Linked DNA regions of Sus scrofa: region 1 is linked to region 2. The links are chromatin contacts, called in public promoter capture Hi-C maps. All regions are on one chromosome and are shown on one strand. The core of a region is the stretch at or near the end of the contact, and the rest is flanking DNA. Distances in the headings are between cores, read along the strand shown. Region 1 has its middle 280 kb from the start of ZHX2. Region 2 has its middle 190 kb from the start of ZHX2.

Region 1 (3,748 bases), core at 297-2,796, 90 kb before region 2:
AAAGGCTCTCTTAGAGATTTTCTTAAAACAAAAATCATATCATGTCTTTGCCCTCTTTAAAACCTAGTGTCTTTCTATTAATAAAATAAAATTATCCAAAACTTGGAAATAAGACAAGAAAATGTGCTTTCAATATAAGGCATTGTTTGACAGACTTACCAAAGAATTTTTTCATTAACAAAGAAGACACTTTGTCTTTGCTATTTACTTTTTTGATTAGAGCCCAAATTCTGTGAAGTTCCATGTTAACTTGCAGATTTCTCTCTAATAGAAAAGAAAAGCACAAAGTTATTGTTGTATTCCCCTGCAGGATAGTAACCAGTGTATATATATTAGCAAATTTACTTTAGCGTGTCTTTGAATGCCTGTCTATATAAATCTCCATTCCTCCAGGTTTTTTTTTTCCGTGTGTGTGTGTGTGTGTGTGTGTCTGTGTGTGTCTGTGTGTCTGTGTGTCTGTGTCTTTTTAGGCCCACATCCACAGCATATGGAAGTTCTCAGGCTAGGAGTCAAATCCAAGCTGTAGCTGCCGGTCTACACCACAACCACAGCAACTCCAGATCCGAGTCTTGTCTGTGACCTACACCACAGCTCACAGCAACACCAGATCCTCATCCCACTGAGTGAGGCCAGGGATCGAACCCATGTCCTCATGATGCTAGTCTCTTTCATTAACCACTGAGCCATGACAGGAACTACCCTCCAGTTTTCTTTCGAACCAGCTTTACCACTGTATTGATTCCATCATTAATTAATTAGTTTTGTACATTATTTGATACATGTTCATTTTTCATGCATGAGTCACCTTTCTACATTTTTGAAATTAAACCTGACAGCTTTGAAGGTCTCACCAAGATGTCCAAGTAGAGTTGCTTGTTGGAACCAGTGAAACTGCAATCCTCCCCTCAAAAAAAGGCAGGGGGTACCTAATAGGTATTTTAAGCCCAGACATGTTTTTTGGTCCTGAAATGACTCCCCAAAAGCACTATATCTTAGTCTGTTTGGGCTGCAATAACAAAGTATCATAGACTAAGTGACTTCTAAATAAACAGATATTCCTTACAGTTCTGGAGGCTGAGAAATTGGGGACCAAGGTGCCAGCAAATTCAGCATCTTGTAAGGACAAGGACATGTCTTTGGTTCATAGATCGCACCTTCTCACTGAGTCCTCAGGTAGAGGACGTGAGGCATCTCTCTTGGGCCCCTTTTATATGGGCACTAATCTCATCGTTGAGGACTCCATCCTCAGGACCTAATCAGCACCTAAAAGCCCCAGCTCCTCATACCATTGCCTTGAGGGTTAGGATTTCAACGTATGAATTTTGAGGGAACATAAACCATACATATCACACTAGAAATTTAAACCGTACATATCACACTAGAAATTTATCTTTGTTGAATTTTTAAAATTTTCTATAACTGTTTTTGTTTTCATTTCTAGTGCTTAGCCAGGTTTGGCTTTGGTTTCACAATGCCCTATATTTGTTCAGTTGGATTATTTTGCTTTGCATAACATGCAAGACTGAACCCTGGACTACAAGCTTAATACATTACTTATTAGAATAATAATAACATTGCCTAATACTTGTTGAATGCCTATTATGTTCCACTGCGATTCTTTTATATGTATGAATTATTTAATCCTCATAACAACCTCCATGAATAAGAATTATTATTTTCATTTGACAGATGACAATAATACATATACACATATACTTTTATCTTGTTTACAAAGCAATTATATTCATGTTTTTGCTTCATCTTGAGAAAGTATATAAAATTGGGATCGAATACTCGGCACAAATGAATCTTTCCACAGAAAAGAAAAACATGGACAAGGAGAACAGACTTGTGGTTGCCAAGGGGGAGGGGAGGGAGTGGGATGGATTGGGAATTTGGGATTAATAGATGCAAACTGTTGCCTTTGGAACAATTCTTATTCTTCTTTTACAGATGAGGAAATGGAGATTTAGATGGTAGATAGCTTAGCCAAGATCCCAGGTTTTCTTCCTCCAACTCTAGTATTTTTGCTTCCAGACTACACTCTCTCAATATCAAAGCAAAAAATAAACAAGATATCAACACAATTTAAAAATAAATACAAAAAAATTAAGTACTATACCCAGTACAGAAATTATTTTATAATAAAGAGCCAATTCTAAAGGATAAACAAAACTTTCTCCTACATTTATAATAAAAACACAATGTACTATTAAAAAGAATCTCTTTAAATTACCCTGAGCAGCCAAAGATGTTTTCTAAACTATTATGTGTTCAAAATATCAGGAGCCACTTTAAGCAACCCCTGAAGCAAACCAAGAAAAAAAAAAATCACTCTTTTTTTTTTTTTTTTAATATTTTGACAGGCTACCAATGTTGTTTCTAAGAAATTATGGTTCCAACTTGTGAGCGCTCCAAAGGGGTTTCGATTAAAAGAAATAACTTTTTGCAGGATTTAAAAATTAATGTTCACCAGACCTCTTGCCAATTCCCCAGGAAGAAATAATAAAGGTCTAAAAATATGCCGAACATTATATTCAAGCAATGTGTTAGTCTGAGCGGAATGAATATAATAACCCAAGAAAATGGGATCTGAATTACGCTAGAAGAATCTTCAGATCCACCATGGAATTCTGCTCTATGTTGTCATCATAAATGATATTTAGAGATTCCTGTAAAGGCAAAGCAAGATTTATGACTTCAGAGTCCTGACACTAAAAGTGCTTATATTTATCAAGTAATCATTGTATGTTAGGCTTTTCCTTCCCTAGATCCAAGATATTTAGAAGGACAATCTCTTTCTACTGCCAATATGCCTATTTGTATATTGTGAAGTAAATGAATGATTTTACACACACATACTCACACACACATAAAATTTCTGATAAAAGTTAATTCACATTTTTATGTGTTTATTAAAGTATAATTGATGTACAATATTGTGCCAATTTCTGCTATACAGCAAAGTGACTCAGACATATATATATGTATACATACTCTTTTTCTCATATCCTCCCCCATCATGTTCTATCCCAAGAGACTGGATATATTTCCCTCTGCTGTACAATGGGACCTCATTGCTTATCCATTCTAAATGTAATAGCTTGCTTCTACCACCCCCAAACTCCCAGTCCATCCCACTCCCTCCTTCCTCCCCTTGGCAGCCACATGTCTGTTCTCTGTGTCTATGAGTCTGTTTCTCTTCTGGGGATATGTTCATTTGTGCCATATTTTAGATTCTACATATAAGTGATATCTTATGGCGTTTGTCTTCCTCTTTCTGACTTACTTCTTCACTTAGTATGAGAATCTCTAGCTACATCCTTGTTGCTGCAAATGGCATTATTCTGTTGTTTTTATGGCTGAGTAGTATTCCAATATATATGTACCACATCTTCTTAATCCATTCATCTGTCTATGGATATTTAGATGGTTTCCACATCTTAGCTATTGTGAATAGTGCTGCAATGAATGTATGGGTACATGTGTTTTTTCATTAATTCATTTTTTTTTTTTTTTAGGGCCACTGGGGTGGCACATGGAAGTTCCCAGGCTAGGGGTTGAATCAGAGCCATAGCGCCAGCCTACACCACAGCCATAGCAACAAGGGATACCAGTTGCATCTGCAAACTACACCACAGCTCATGGCAATGCCAGATCCTTAACCCACTGAGTGAGGCCGGGGATCAAACCCTCATAGATACTAGTCAGATTCATTACCACTACGCCACAATGGGAACTCCTTCAT
Region 2 (3,400 bases), core at 728-3,227:
AGATAGATTTGGAAGGAGGTCTAGGAATTGCCATAGTGAGGACACGGGAGGTCCACGTAGAGGGACAGAGACCCAGGCCTCGGGGTGGGCACAACAGAGTCAGGAGACAGCAGGTGGACCATCTGGCTAAGTTTGTGGTTTGTACAAAAGAAAAATGGGAGAGAAGTGTAGAAAGGTTGGCTATAATCATACGTACCCTCGAATGTCAGGTTACAGATGTTGGAAGGTTCAGGAAATAATAACAACTAACATCTAGTAATGTCTTCCTATGTGCCAGACACTGTACTCACAATTTACAGCAGGATTTCTCAACCTTGGCACTGTACTCACAATTTACAGCAGGATTTCTCATTTGGCGCCAGATGATTCTTTGTTGTGGAAGCGTTCTGTGCAGTGTAAGAAGTTCAGCAGCATCCTGGGCCTCTACCCACTGGATGTCTGTAGCACCCTCCCACCCCACAGCTGTGATGACCAAAAGTGTCTCCTGACATTGCCAGATGCCCCCTTGGAGGCAAAAGCACTCCCAGTTGAGAGCCACTGCTCTATGTATATTAAGTTACTTACTTTTTACAACTCCGTAAGGTAGTTACTATCATTAGCATATTTTACAGGTGAGGAACCCGAGACACAGAGATGTTATGTAACACCCTCAGGTTCACTGTTTTGTAAGAGGCAGAGTCAAGACATACAGCCAGGACAGAATGATTCAAAGCCCATGACTTTCCTCACCCATGCTTCATTTAACATGTTGAAAGATTAAATTTTAAAAATGCAAAATGTGGTAAGCGTTGTGCTTGCAATTACATAGAAATTTCTATGAAGATACATGACAACCAATAACACCATGAAAAACATTATAGTAATAACATGAGGTTAAATTAGAGGGGTGAAATTACAGGAGCTTAATTTTTTCTTTAATAATGTCATATTTTTTAAATATAAGTTGGAGAGGTTGATGGATTCAAGCAATAACTCTAACCTTATTTCTCCATCCATTTTCAAGAATAATTGGCTGAAGTCGTTTCATTCTCACTTAATCTTAGATTGAGTTCAAGTATTCTCCACCAGGAAGAGCTTGAACCAGAGTTCAGTACATAATAAGCGCTCTGCAACTGAGAACTATTATTGTTATATTTTAACAGACCAAGAAACTAACATAGGACTTCCCCTGGTGGCTCAGCGGTTAACTAACCCAACTAGCATGCATGAGGACCCTGGTTCGATCTCTGGCCTCGCTCAATGGGTTAAGGAACCATCATTGCCATGAGCTGTAGTGAAGTCACAGACGCCGCTCGGATCCCGCATTGCTGTAGCTGCGGCGTAGGCCTGCGGCTACAGCTCTGATTAAACCCCTAGCCTGGGAACCTCCATATGCTGTGGGTGTGGCCCCCAAAAAACAGACAGACAGAAACTAAAGTAATTAGGACTCAAACTTCTGTCTTGCTGTAAAGCATATGTTCCTTCCGCCATTTTGTCACCTAAACGATTTACCCACCAGGTAAGTGTGAGCAAGGGAATCAGTGGCCAAAGCAAAGGATGAGACCCAAGACAGCTGGTTTCAGGGCCCACCTGGACCCCATAGACTGAACCAAATGGAGCAGCGCTGGGTCCGCGAGACTCTGATCCCTTGTACTTTGCTGCCCTCTGCTGGTCAAAGACTCTGCTGTTGGCAATGCGCGTGTGAGTGGGGGCGGGGAAGGAGAGAGAACCAGAGGGTCTCCGCAATTAAATCTCCCCAACACCTAGGCCCCGGCCCTAGTCTATTTTTTACACAGAGGAACAGGAATGGCAGGGATTCAAAAGTTGAGCAGAACAAAACTTTAAGGGGAGAATATTTTTTTAAAGGAAAAAATAAAACCTTTTTTCAGACGCTTCTACCAGCTAGGAGATCTCTGGGGCATTGTCACATCCGTTTCCTTCATTTAGCCCAGTTTGTGCTGGCAGTGGAGTGGACAAAAAGGCAGTGGTCTGGGAGGCAAATAAAGAGCTGGAGGTCGCTGGAGGCAGAAAGAGGAAGCATCATGGCACCAGCGCGCGCGCACACGTATTCTGACATGCTCGGAAATGGGTTCATTTCGTTTTTGGAAATCCCTGCGTTCTGGGTATGCAAATGTACCGTTTCTGGTTGACGTTTCACATCAGGGAGGTGTTAGATGGTCTGTGAATAAGGCCACTGGAGCATCAGAATGGAAGAGTTCTACTGAAAGTCGACCTGGGCACATAGAATATTTTATTTAACCCCATAAAGTCGGAATTATCATCCCCATTCTGCAAAGTTCTGAGAAGAACTTGTCCGCAGTCCGGTGGCGGGTGGCCAGGGGGCGCTTCCCTCCAGGATCGGTCTTCCTCGCTCAGGCCCTTGTACCCCGCCGAGGTGCGGGCCCTCTGGGAGTGCACAGCGCCCCCGACTGACTGGCCACAGCAGAGGAGGTGGGGGGCGGTCGTTGCCCCACCCACACTCTCAGCGGCCCAAACCACCTCTTTCAGCCCTTCAGAGGCAGCCTTTGGTGCTGCCCATCAAGGGAAAGAAAAGAGCACAGCTTGGAAAGTGAAAAGCCGGACGCTAAAGACGAAATCAGCTTAGCTTTCCTGGGGTGACTCGGTTGTTCTGAATCATCCTATGAAAAAAGCATTTTGCCATCTGGTAATTACCTTGGGGCTGCAGTGTCAAGCCCCTCTCCTTCATCCTGCCCTCCTTAGGAAAACACGGCCCCTGGGTGGTCCAGATGGCCAGAGGCCCCTGCACAATGAACAGAGGCTGCTGATACACGTGTGACCTCTCTGGCCACAGGAAGTTCTCCCATGCAAAACTACATTCAACCAGATTTTCCTTGCCACCAGCGGCTGGTTAGGGAGTCACGGCTTCTGGGAGGAGAGCATTGGACGACCTCAGGACCTCTTCTGCACCACCTCCCCGTCTCCTTTTTATTAAAGAGCCCAAATGCCTGCCATGGCTGCATCTGCTCCCACTGTGTGTGCCACCACAGAGGCCCTCGGAGGCCCTCACCAGAGAAAGAAAGAATGTTGATATAGGCATGACAGGGTCACTATGCTGTAGAGCAGAAATTGGCTCAACACTGTAAATCAACTATACCCCAATTTAAAAATTAATTTAAAAAAAAAAGATTCTGATAAGAGACTTGCTTCTCTCTCAAGTTGTTTCTACCCTTCTTTCACTCTTTCTGACCCCAGATAGGAGCTGTCGGTAGAAACACCCTCACATTTAGACCCAACTCAGGGGTCTTGGACTCACCTCTGCATGGATCAGAGAGTCCCTACCAGCCCTCCGCAGAGGACAAATCCAGTCGCAAAGGTCAGAATGCGCCTCTGAGTAAGCGGGAGTGATCGCCCGGGGTTCTGCAAACCACAGCGCAGCTGGAAGTTCTAAGAGGCTCCTGGG

Evidence for each region. Promoter capture Hi-C pulls out the DNA fragments that hold promoters and counts their contacts.
Region 1: a contact with region 2 is called in a promoter capture Hi-C map of liver, with 5 times the contacts expected there. The contact joins two enhancer-like sites. A contact is called at or near these places in 1 of 5 promoter capture datasets (liver) and 2 of 47 Hi-C or Micro-C datasets (liver and skeletal muscle).

Annotation. Positions count from the first base shown.
Region 1 is chr4:16,830,274-16,834,021 of Sscrofa11.1, reverse strand. No RefSeq gene overlaps it. Among named protein-coding and RNA genes, the nearest start is that of ZHX2, 280 kb to the right of the region's middle. Within about 2 kb of position 1,546, at least 2 of the 83 cell types and tissues checked have an H3K27ac peak or open chromatin away from gene starts, as enhancers often do. A contact at or near this core is called in liver, where this site is marked.
Region 2 is chr4:16,741,123-16,744,522 of Sscrofa11.1, reverse strand. No RefSeq gene overlaps it. Among named protein-coding and RNA genes, the nearest start is that of ZHX2, 190 kb to the right of the region's middle. Within about 2 kb of position 1,977, at least 10 of the 83 cell types and tissues checked have an H3K27ac peak or open chromatin away from gene starts, as enhancers often do. A contact at or near this core is called in liver, where this site is marked.